Regions from separate parts of the Mus musculus genome. Here region 2 is linked to region 1. Evidence: chromatin contacts called from public HiChIP or PLAC-seq data. All regions are on one chromosome and are shown on one strand. The core of a region is the stretch at or near the end of the contact, and the rest is flanking DNA. Distances in the headings are between cores, read along the strand shown. Region 1 has its middle 20 kb from the start of Gm31125. Region 2 has its middle 16 kb from the start of Ldlrad1.

The links. HiChIP or PLAC-seq counts read pairs in DNA pulled down with a chosen protein or histone mark.
Region 2: an HNF4G HiChIP or PLAC-seq map of pancreatic cancer cells shows a contact between it and region 1. The contact joins two enhancer-like sites. A contact is called at or near these places in 1 of 115 datasets of contacts at active chromatin or transcription factors (pancreatic cancer cells) and 2 of 9 other capture datasets (adipose tissue and liver).

The regions. Positions count from the first base shown.
Region 1 is chr4:106,857,235-106,863,384 of GRCm38.p6, forward strand. No RefSeq gene overlaps it. Among named protein-coding and RNA genes, the nearest start is that of Gm31125, 20 kb to the left of the region's middle. Within about 2 kb of position 2,432, at least 98 of the 459 cell types and tissues checked have an H3K27ac peak or open chromatin away from gene starts, as enhancers often do. A contact at or near this core is called in pancreatic cancer cells, where this site is marked.
Region 2 is chr4:107,222,006-107,227,961 of GRCm38.p6, forward strand. No RefSeq gene overlaps it. Among named protein-coding and RNA genes, the nearest start is that of Ldlrad1, 16 kb to the left of the region's middle. Within about 2 kb of position 1,801, at least 44 of the 459 cell types and tissues checked have an H3K27ac peak or open chromatin away from gene starts, as enhancers often do. A contact at or near this core is called in pancreatic cancer cells, where this site is marked.

The DNA of each region.
Region 1 (6,150 bases), core at 1,182-3,681:
GAGATAGAGACTTAGGGCTTGAGAAATGGCTTAGCAGTTAGGATCATTCTCATTCGACAATCTTACATAGGACCAGGGCTTGATTCCCAGCACCCACATGGCAACTAACAACCATCTGTGACTTCAGGTCCAGGGGATTAGCACATGCATCCATGAAGACAAAACACTCAACAAAGAAATCTTGAATAAACCAACAAAAGGCCACCGGGTGGTGATGGCACACACCTTTAATCTCAGCACTCTGGAGGCAGAGACAGGTGGCCAGCCTGGTCTAAGGAGTAAGTTCCAAGACAGCCAAGACTACACAGAGAAACCCCATCTCAAAAAATAAGCAAAGCTGGGCATGGTGGTACACGCCTTTAATCCCAGCACTCAGGAGGCAGAGGCAGGCAGATTTCTGAGTTCAAGGCCAGCCTGGTCTACAAAGTGAGTTCCAGGACAGCCAGGGCTACACAGAGAAAATCCTGTCTCGAAAAACAAAAACAAAAACAAAAAAAAACCAACAACAACAAAAAAGCAAAACCAGCCAACCACCTCCAGGATTCCAAGCTACATTCTACACATGCTGTGATCTCTTTTGCAGCTGATGGAGATGTTAGGGGGTTGCTGGGTGGGAAGGAGCAGAGATAACTCAGAGGTGGTTGTTTAGCTGACTGATCTTTCATGAGGTCTCAGTGTCCTCCTAGAAACACTGTCACTGGAGAGTGACTCAAATCCAGGAGTGAACACTAAGCCCCTAAGCGTGTTTTCTAAGCATATGGAGCAGTTTTGTTTTTTTTTAAAGATTTATTTATTTATTATATGTAAGTACACTGTAGCTGTCTTCAGACACACCAGAAGAGGGCATCAGATCTCATTACGGATGGTTGTGAGATATGGAGCAGTTTTATAGCGCGTGCCTAGGGATGTACAGGCAAAAGTAGCTCCAACTGCCGCTCCCTGGACACTTCTTGGGCAGGCGCTCTACCAAGTATAGAATTCCAGAGCCCCGGTACCTAGAGAGTGATCTGGAACAAGAGCTTAATAAGCTCAGAGGACATGTTCCCTTGTGCCCCGTCCCCCTCCCATTGGAAAATGGTTTAGGAGACCCCTACATTATAATGTTCAGAGTGAAGAGTAAATCCAAGTGCCTGGGGCAGACTCCCTGCCTCTGTTCCCATCAGAGCTCTTGCTTTTCCAAGAAACATACCAGAGTCTGAAGCCTTTGTCCCTCTGATCCATGACCAGCAAAGGACATCTCGGATCTTGCCTGCAGGCGTAGCCGGAGTCGGCAGGCGCAGGGAGAGAGGAATTCTAAAGCCTCCTCCCACTCAGCCACCTCGTGGACTATCACACTGCCACGTGTGCCAGCCCTCAGCTGCCCCGAGAGCTGTCACTGTGGAAACAAGGAGAGTGTAGTAGATTGCTGTCTGTACTCCCCGCATTCAAGAAGGCAAGGCAGAGCTGGGTGTGGTGGCGCACTCCTTTAATCCCAGCACTTGGGAGGCAGAGGCAGGCGGATTTCTGAGTTCGAGGCCAGCCTGGTCTACAGAGTGAGTTCCAGGACAGCCAGGGCTATACAGAGAAACCCTGTCTCAAAAAACCAAAAAAAAAAAAAAAGAAGAAGAAGAAGGTGAGGCAGGAGGTGAGGACATCCTTGAGACTTTGCCTAAATAAATAAAAATATTTGGGCTGAAGAGATGGCTCAGTGCTTATGAGCACTGACAGTAGAGGGCCCAGGTTCGGTTCCCAACACCCATGTGGTGGTTCACAACTATAACTCCAGTTCCACAGGATCCAACCTGCCCTGGTATATGAGCAACAGGCACACATGCAGTGTACATACATGTGCAGACAAACACCCAAACACATTAAATTAAAAACAAAACAAAAAAACAGAACTCACATGATGGCTCCTTGGGTATGATCTCTTGCTGCCAGGCCTGACAACCTGGTTGTGATCCCCAGGGAGAGGAAGAACCGGTTTCCAGCAAGTGAATTCTTCAGGAGCAAACAGCAGCATTTCCCCACTCCCAACAATAAACAGTGAGAAATAGTTGTTGTTGTTGTTGTTGTTTTTATTTAAAAGGAAAAAAAGAAGGAGGAAACAGGCTCATGGAAGGCTAAGGAGGCGTAGGCTTCCTAACAGTACAGCAACTCAGCTCCTTTGTAGCCTCAGAACTCTCCTGAGCCACTGGTGAGGGCCTGGAACCTGGGGGGGGGGGGGGGGAACGACAAAAAAAAAAAACAACAAAAAAACCCCACAACAAACTGTAGCTTATTCAGAGACCATCAGATAGAAGGAGAGTGAAGGAATTTGACTGTGGACCCTTAAAGCCCAGGGCTAGACCCAGAACAAACAGGTCCTCACTTCTGTCTAGCTTAGAGGAGCTGAGGCTAGCAGGAAGCCTGGGCTGGCCAGCTCCAGTGAGGGCCTTGGAATGTGAGGAATGTCCAACCCCAGGGCTGGGTGTGGACAAGGTGACCTCTGGGAGATAAAGTCAAATTCCAGTACTGAGAAGTAAGGTCTCAGAAAGCAGCAGAAACTGGCCAGGGGAGCTACAGGCAGGGACTGGGGTGGGAAGCAGAGTCTGTCTGGCTCCAAACCCCTTCCAGACATAGTTATTAGAGCTGAGGTCTGCAGTAGGGTGCTGGGGAAGACAAGGTAACACTCCAGCTCCTGCTGTTAGGACACTAGGTCTGTCCTCCCTACTCTGCCTTGACGCAACATCAGCTGCATTCCTTGGACTCTGTCCCCAAGCTCTCCCTGATCACCTGCCTGTTGCCCCTCAGAAAATTCTGGAGAACTTCAGCCACTGTCACTTAGAATTACGGTCACCGCATTCTCTGCTCACCTCCAAGCCGCCTTCCAGGAAATGCTACCTCCATACCCCTATCTGAGCACTCTGAGCCGAGCCTCTCCACTCTTACCCTGTGTCCACACACTGTGTCTTGGTGTCTCTGGGACCTCTCCTCTGGCCACCACCATGCCTCAGTCCCTCTGTTCCTGCTCAGAGAACTGCTAGTACATTCCCCGAGAGTCACAGAATGAGAGGTAATTTGCCAATGATCACCCGGACGGTGGGAAAATTAAATATAAAATGAAATTTCAGTGGAGCTGGGGAGATGGCTCAGCAGATAAAGGTCCCTGCCTCCAAGGCTAATGACCGGAGGTCAAGCTCTGGAACCCACAGGGATGGGAGCAGAGAAGCAACTCCCACAAATTGCCCTTTCATATCCACGTGTGTAGCATGGCTTGAGCATGCACACACACACACACACACACACACACACACACACACGCACATTAACACGCACATGCACATGCACACCATAGTAATCAGAGCACTAATTGCTCTCCCAGAAGACCTGGGTTTGAGTCCACATGGTAGCATGGCTTGAGCATGCACACACACACACACACACACACACACACACGCACATTCACACGCACATGCACATGCACACCATAGTAATCAGAGCACTAATTGCTCTCTCAGAAGACCTGGGTTTGAGTCCACATGGTGGTTCTCAACCAAATACCCATATAGATAAAATAAAATATTAATTTAAAAAGTTTTTTGAATCCTCCAACAACTGGAACAGGGGTGGGGATGGGGAGTGGAGTGGGGGAGGGTGACTGTTGCCTGCCTGTGGATCTAATTCTCCTAACTGAGCCACCTCGTCTGTCCCAGTGGGAGAGGATGTGCCTGCCTAGTCCTGCAGTAGCTTGATGTACCAGGGTGGGGGTGTACTGAGGGTGATTCTCAGAGGAGAAGGGGAGGGTGGGTAGGAGGAGGGACTGTGGGGAGAATCCAGAGCGGGGGGGGGGGGGGGCTGTGATCTGGATGCAAAGTGAATAATGGGGGAAAAAAAGTTCTCTGAAAAGACTCAGGCAGTGCTCTGTTGATCTGTTGCACTTCCTGCTTAGAGCATCTCCTTCCTTGGTCCCTCTCTACCCAGCTCCTGACCTCCTCGAGTCTCAGAAACCACGGATTCCAGGAACCTTCCTCCATACCCATTCCACACATTAGAAGCAGGTCTGGATCGTGCCATGCACTGCAAGTGTCTCCTCCAATGAAGAGCTCCAAGAGATCCCCTTTGTTTGTTTTGTCATGTTTTTATTTCTGATTTGTTTTGTAGTGAGTCGGGGGTCTCGGTACTCAGCCCAGACTGACCTCAAACTCAGACTCCTCTTGCCTCTGCTTCTGGGTGTGCACCATGAAGGCAGGCTGGGACCTCTCCCTTGGGTTTGCTATTGTTCCCTAGCTTGGCTTGACTGGACTAGGGAACTTGGAATGGCTTGCTGCTTTCTCGGGGCCTCTCCGTCCAAGAGTGGGTCCTCTGCCATGGCGAGGACAGTCCTTTCCAGCCATGGCGAGCCTGGGCACTGATGGCCCAGGGAAGAAGCCTGGGTTCAGCGTGGGAGACCGGGGCTCCTCCTTCCTCCTCTCCCCTTCTTCTTGATCAGATTCTGCAAAGACCCCGAAGCTACTCCTGCTTGGTGAGGTTCTAACATTGAAAGGACAGAGGGAAGCTGTATAGGCAGATGCTCCTCAAAGAACGCAGGATGGCTTCCACTGGAAGACCTTCCATGCCCTGAGGAGATTGGGCAACTCTGGACCGGTAAGAACTGCAGGGTAGGGAAGAAGGGAGAAGCTAGACTGGAAGTGTTTAGGCAAGACCTTAAACCTGGTCTTCCACTTTGCGAGTTCTCAGGGCTTAGCTTCTTCTATGAGAGAGCTGAGGCTCAGCCCAGCTTGGACAGAGGCAACATGAAGTAAACCCTTTTTGTTGGAAAGGTTTCATTTTCTGCCGTGGTGGAAGGCAGGAAGAACTACGTATGGATGGAGCATTCTCCAGAGGTTCAGCACCCACGCTGGAGGCATTACTCAGCTTTTTATGTAGCCGACTTCCAGGCCTCCTCCAGAAAGCACGATGCTTGAGGAACCAGACAGCACCCACTGTCACGGGACAGGGTCCTTTACCCTCTGTGCTCACCTCCACTGTCCTCCAATGCTGCATGCTGCGTGCCCAGGAGTGGGGAGAGAGGTTAAGGACTCCCCGCTAACCCTATGTTTTTCTGCTTCACCAGGGACTATGTCTCCCTGGGGCCATTAAGTCTCCTAACCCAGGGAATCAGGGGCCAGAACAGACCGGGGAGTGCCATCACTCCAGGTCTGTGCGCAGAGAAGAAATTTCTTGCCTCTGAATAGCAACTAGAAGATAAACTTTCCCCTTCCCCTCCCACTCCGCTCCCCCCTCCTCTCCAGCCCACTGAACTAGCTTCCTGTCTGTCCAGGAAACAGGCCTGCCTGAGCCCAAGCCCGAGAGCCTGAGAGGAGAGGGAACAGGGAAAAGTTTGCCTTGGTGCAGCCGGTCTGTCCCCCATTCCTTTGATCAGCCTCCCAAGCCTCCTTTCCAGACAGCACCTATTTTTCATAGGCGTGAACTTGGACTCATCTTTAAATCCAGCACCCAGAAGGCAGAGGCAGGTGGGTCGTTGTAAATTTGAGGGCAGCCTGGACTACAGAGTAAGTTCCAGGACAGCCAGGGCTACACAGAGAAACCCTGTCTTGAAAAACTAAACAACAACAACAGCAAAACAAAGAAAGAATATAGCCTGTCCATTCTAAACTAAGTCACACAGCTGATTGCTTCCTCATTCACTCTGGGACTTCAGGCTAGCAAGGAGAGGTGTTGAAATTTATCAGGACCCCTGCAGTGGTGGCACACACCTTTCTGTAAGCCCAGCCCTCTGGAGGTTGAGGCAGAGGGATGTTGAGACAGGGAGTTACTCAGTTCAAGGCCAGCCTGGGCTGGACTACAAAGTTCTCCACCTCCAAGCCTCAGAGTCCTAGAGAAAGTTGTCCAGGTTTAGTCAGAATGCACAGAGAGGCCAGGCCTGCCAGACCCTGCCCCGACTGCAAGTCATTTGCTTGAGGAGTCCAGCTGCCCTTTCCCTTAGAGGGACCTTTGCCAGTAGGTGCTGAGTGCCCTGCCTTGGGCATGGACTTCATTATGATCCCAGGCTATTGTTTCCTAGCAAGATACAAGCATCTCCTGTCAGATGATGCTTCTGGCCTCTGCAAAATGGGGTTTTCTGAAGGGAACAGCTCAGGGGGAGAAAGATCTTCGAGACCCAGACCTACCACGTTCTCACATTCCCGT
Region 2 (5,956 bases), core at 551-3,050, 360 kb after region 1:
GCTGGGGCTCTCCCTTCATCCTTAAGCTCACAGATCTGAATTTGCTAGAGCCCTTAGGAGGATCAGGCAGGCTTTTGACAAGAGGACACTACTTTCCAGAGAGGACAGGGGTTGGCCCAAAGCTGCATTGCCCAGTGGCTAACATAGGGTTCTGGGGGCCACACAAACTCCAGAGCCACACAAGTAATGTCTGTGTCCCAGAGTCCTTTGCTTCTTTTCTTCTTTTGAGACAGTCTCACTGGGCAGTGGTGGAGCATGCCTTTAATCTCAGCACTCGGGAGGCAGAGGCAGGCAGATTTCTGAGTTCAAGGCCTACCTGGTCTACAAAGTGAGTTCCAGGACAGCCAGGGCTACACAGAGAAACCCTTGTCTCAAAAATGGAAAAAAAAAAAAAAAGACACAGTCTTATGTAGCCCAGGGTGGCTTCAAACTCACTATGTATTCAAGTCTGGCATGAGTCTTTACACCACACCACACACACACACACACACACACACACACACACACACACACACACACACACACACACAGGGTGGGGGTGGGTGCGGAAGGAGGAGATTCTGTCTCAAAAAGTTAAAAACATATAATAAAAATAACTAATGGCAAATTATAACAATATACTAAAAAATGAAGCTGCTGGCTTCATGACTTTTATTTGGGAACTAGGTTGCTTTCCTTCTTTCTTTTGAGATAGAATCTTGCTATGTGGCTCTGTCTGGCCTTGAACTCACAATCTTCCTGGCTCATGCTCACAAATACAGGGATTATAGACACGTGCCACCAAGCCTGGTGGGGCCACTATTAAGTAGGCTAGTACTTACGTGAACACAAGCAGTACCCTACCTCAATGAATGTGAGGCTGGCTAGAAGGCTCAGTGGGGCAAAGGTGCTTGTTGCCCAGTCTGAAGATCTAAGTTCGATCTCTAGATCTCGCACGGTACAACGAGAGAACGATACAAACTCATTGTCCTTTGGTCTCCACAGTTTGAGAGTGTGAGACTATGCATGTATATAATAGTGTGTGAGTGTACAGGTACACACACACACACACACACACACACACACACACACAAACATACAGATTAAGAAAATGAGACATTAAAAGAATTACCAGCAGGCCTGCCTGGCCCCTTCAGCTTTTGAGTAGCCAGAAGAAAGACACCCGAGCACTCATCCGGGCCCTGTGGCCAGCCTGGCCAGCGCCACTTTGAGGAGCAACTTTGATGGCGGTGAGATGGGTCAGCTGGAGCATTTGTTGGAGAGATGGCAAGCGAAGCTGAATGGTTCACACACTGTGGAAAGAGGCAGAACTGGAGAAGCAACAGGGGTGAGGAGCAGGCAACTATGAATTGCTGGCACAATCACCATGGTGATGTGTGCATCCAAGCTGCTGCCAAGGGCCATGTCCAGTCCGTGGTCCTACCTCAGTTGGGGCCTATGCTGATATCTATGGACTGTGTTGCCACCTAAGGCCATCTGGATGTCAGTGGTCTGGGCTGCTGCCTGAGACCATGTTGATGTTCTGTGGGCGTGTTGATGCTGAGGGAATTGGGGGGAGGCAAACTGGTCTGCTGCCACTGGAATGAACACGGCCCATGCTTCCACCAGGGGCCATGTCTGGGTCCTTGGTCCTATCACAGCTGGGGTATGTGTTGATGTCCCAGGCCCATGTTACCACCAAAGGTCATGTGGATGTCCTGGTCTGGACTATTCCTGAGGCCATGTTGATGTCACAGCACTGTGCTGAGCAGGCCCCGCCTCTCATCCACCACCACACCCTGGAGAGCTGGCACTGCCTCTTGCCTGGGCAGCATCAGAGAGCTGGCTCTGGTTCTGGAAAGCTGGCCCCACCCCTTACTGGCTACAATGCCTGGAAGAGCTGGCCCATCCCTTGTCTGCCTCGAGGTGGCTCATCTACCCCGCCTTCTGCTTAAGATCACCGATTACACACACACACACACACACACACACACACACACACACACACACACACACACCAGCTAAAGACTACATTTCCTGCACACCAGCCCTACGTAAAAGCCACTGAGTCTGCATGCTTCTAAGAATGAGGGACTGGCTCCTTCCTGACAGCGGAGGCTCTGCAAAGCTGATTCTACCAGATTTTCAGATTTTTTTCAGGTCAGTCTAGATCCAGAAAAGGTATTTGTTCCCTTGGTTTCAGGAAAGCCTTCCTTTACAACCTGGGGATAGTCTCCCAAGAGGCATCTCAAGCTGTCCCATAGCCTTGGCTGTTCCTTGTGGGGTCAGTTTTTAGCCACCTCAACAAGTCTGGAAGCAGAGTTGGACACTGGCTTCCTCTTGTGAGCTATGATGGTTGAGCTGGCCCGGCCACTACTGTCCTGCAAGGTAAGGACAGGGGTGACTGGATCTCTGAGGCCACAGACTGTTTTCTTCTTGGGCTTGTTCCTCATAGCATACCAGCATGGGTCATGCCTCAGTCTTTTTTGACAATCAGCCCCCACACATCAGGTTTTCCTGACTGCCTTCTCTACTTCCAGTCAAGTTGCCCGTGTCTGTCTCCTGTGCCTTTTCTGCTCAGAAGCTTTCTTGGTCATTCTTGTTTTCCTTAGTTCCCATAATGGCACACTGTTCTGTCTTCCTGTTTGACCATCTCTTCTCACTAAACCCTTCATTCTCTGCCTCCCTCTAGATACTGCCACCCTCTAGGGCCCCATCGGTAGTCATCTATTTGAGGAATTCCTTTCTTCCTTTTGGAATATGAGGGTAACTGCAGAAGTCTGATTTTATTCTCACCTCTGACTCATCACTGACCGGCACTAATTTCTCTCAGCTCCGTCACTACTTCCCCCCAGCCCCCAGCTATGCTCTCTGTCTATTCTGGGTTTTTTTTTTTTTGTTTGTTTTTTGTTTTGTTTTGTTTTGTTTGCTTGTTTTTTTGAGACAGGGTTTCTCTGTGTAGCTCTGGCTGTCCTGGAACTCACTTTGGAGACCAGGCTGGCCTCAAACTCAGAAATCTGCCTGCCTCTGCCTCCCAAGTGCTGGAATTAAAGGCGTGTGCCACCAGCCCAGCTTGTCTGTCTATTCTAGCTCTTCATCACGAAGCAGAGAGCCTGCCTGGTAGTAGGTGCTTCAGCAACACAACACGAGTGAAAGAGCACGTTCTATTCCACATCCCTCTGCCTCACCTCACGTCTCACATGGCTCTCCTATGGCCTGCCCTCCACATCAGCCTTGGAGGCTCCTTTCTGAAGCATGGATCCCTGCCAGGCTAAGTTCCTCAGTACTCTACGATCTCCCGGAATCGGTCCTCGGTGACGGCTCTAGCTTTATCACACAACTCTCCACTCCGACATCTCTGCTCACCCACAGCTCCCCTGAACTCCACGTGTGGAAGTACTGTCACTAGTTTGCATGCTCCAGAGAACCCTAAAGGCCTGGCCTCTGTCCTCTGAGACTTGCTAGCTCATATGCTTCCTTCAAACCCACTTGGGCATCGTTATCACTTGGGAAACATCCTCGCCTCACAGCTTTTGATTACCCATTTGAACATCTTGCTGTGGACTCACACTTCCCAAAGCATGCAGACATCATAGTATTGGCTACACTCAGCAGGAGGTGGAAAGTCACTTGTCTGCTTTTTCTTAATTAAGAGGACGATGTGACAATGTGACTATGTGACTGGAAGAACAGATGCCAAAGGTAAGAATAAAATCAGGCAGAAAGCAGTTACTTGAGGGCAGAAATTGTCTCATTTGCTCTGCCTACCTGGGCCTGCTCTAGGTGCCCAATAATTGTAAAGGGATGACTGTGCTGGCCAGGTTCCCCCAGAGAAGCAGAACAGGTGTTTCTCTGTGTGTATTTCTGTCCATCGACCATCTGTCTGTCCATCCATCCATTTATCCATCACATCACTCCATCCATCTTCTCTAGCAGTACCTGTCTGAGAGACTTCTTTTAGTGAACTGGCCTGTGCCAATACAGGGGCTGGCAAGTCTGAAGCATTTGTGGCGGGCCAACAGGCTACAAGTCTCCCTTCTTCACGTGGTCTTTGTCTTTTCTCTCAAAGCTGTTTGCATGATATGCATATTTTGATGGGAAATCTGTTTTAATCAACATTTACTAATTTCAATGTTAAGCTCATATTTTAAAAAGGAGCTGATATTTTGGAATATATATGTATAATATATACACATAAATATATATAAAAGATATATTAAAAATATATAAAAACACAATTTTTAAAAAGAGGCCATAAATTTGAAAGAGAACAAAGAGACACACATGGGAGAGTTTGGAGGGAGAAAGAAGTGGGAAATGTAATTATAATCAAAAGAAAAAACTGGTGCTAGATATGTAGCTCAGGGTAAGTGTTTGCTTTATATATGAGGCCCTGAATTTGATCCTTAGAAAACAACAACACATTTTCAAAGCAGCATGTAGGCTGGTGTTTGACCACATCTGGGCGCCATATCTGAGTCACCTCGACACAAGGCTGACAACCACAGTGAACCTCAGCTTCCCCATTTATAAAATAAATAGTTGTTACCATGCTCTAGGATTCATAATTGTAATATCTGGGGTAGGCTTGCACTCCCACTCACAATCAGGAGTCCATTGTTAACTACATTTTACAGATAAGGAGACCAAGGCAGCAAGGGAAAGATTTACTGAGTAGAAGAAAGAAGGTCTAGACTGGATTTTCTGATTCTCAGCCTAGAACTGATCCATCTGGCCCTGAATAATCATCTTTGAAATTTGGAAGAAAGGAAACTGTCAGAGCAGGAGCTGACCTGAGGTCAGCTACAGAGGCACACACTAAGTCTGGTGCCATCACCCTGATATCAGGATAGGCCTGGGACTATTTGTTTATTTGCTTATGCAGAAGTTTCACCTCCCAGCAATAAGACTCAGACTCAAAATACATTTTCAAATACCTTGCTATATAGCTAGGCTTTTCTCTTATTAGATCATAACTTAAATTACCCCCACTTATTCTCAGTTATCTTCCTCAGGCAGATCTCATATGCCTGGCTCTATCCCAGAATCCTTCCTGCCATCCGGATGTCCCACCATCTATTCTACCTGTTCCTATCGGCCGTAGGTTTTTTAATTGACAGGTGATGCATCCATATAATACTTAAGATATTCTCTCTACAGCTCATTTGTTTACTGTTTATTGTTTATAAGTGTGTGAGTGCAGGCATGTTTACACCACGGTAAACATGTGAAGGTCAAAACACAGCTCACAGGAATCAGTTCTATCTGTCACTTTGTGGGATCCAGGGCTCAAACTCATATCTTCAGTCCAGCACACAGGCACTCCTGCCCAGTCAAGTCATCTCAGGAACTCTTGACTGTAATTTCTCTTTTCTTTTTTTTTTTTTTTTTTAAGATTTATTTGTTCGTTTTATGTATGTGAGTACACTGTAGTTGTACAGATGGTTGTGAGCCTTCATGTGGTTGTTGGGAATTGAATTTTTAGGACCTCTGCTCACTGTGGTCATCTCTGCTCATTCTGGTCGGCCCCATTTGCTCTGATCAACTCCGTTCGCTCAGTCCCTGCTTGTTCTAGCCCAAAGATTTATTTATATTATCAATCTTCCTCGTACTTTCTTCTCTAGGATGTTAACACATTTCTCACTAATTTTAACCCTCTCTATTCCATCAATCCACTTTCCCCTTTCATACCATCTGATTTCTGCTGCACTTCCTACATAAGTATACTGTAGCTGACTTCAGACGCACCAGAAGAGGGCATCAGATCTCATTACAGGTGGTTGTGGGATTTGAACTCAGGACCTTCAGAAGAGCAGGCAGTGCTCTAACCCACTGAGATATCTCGCCAGCCCTTCTCTTTTCTAGTAAAGAGAGTATAAGCCTAGACAGGACTTGATACCTAGTAGATTAAAAACAACTAACTTGGGGTCTAGTATAATTTTCAAAAGTAAAGGTGGGAGACATGTAGATTAAAGCT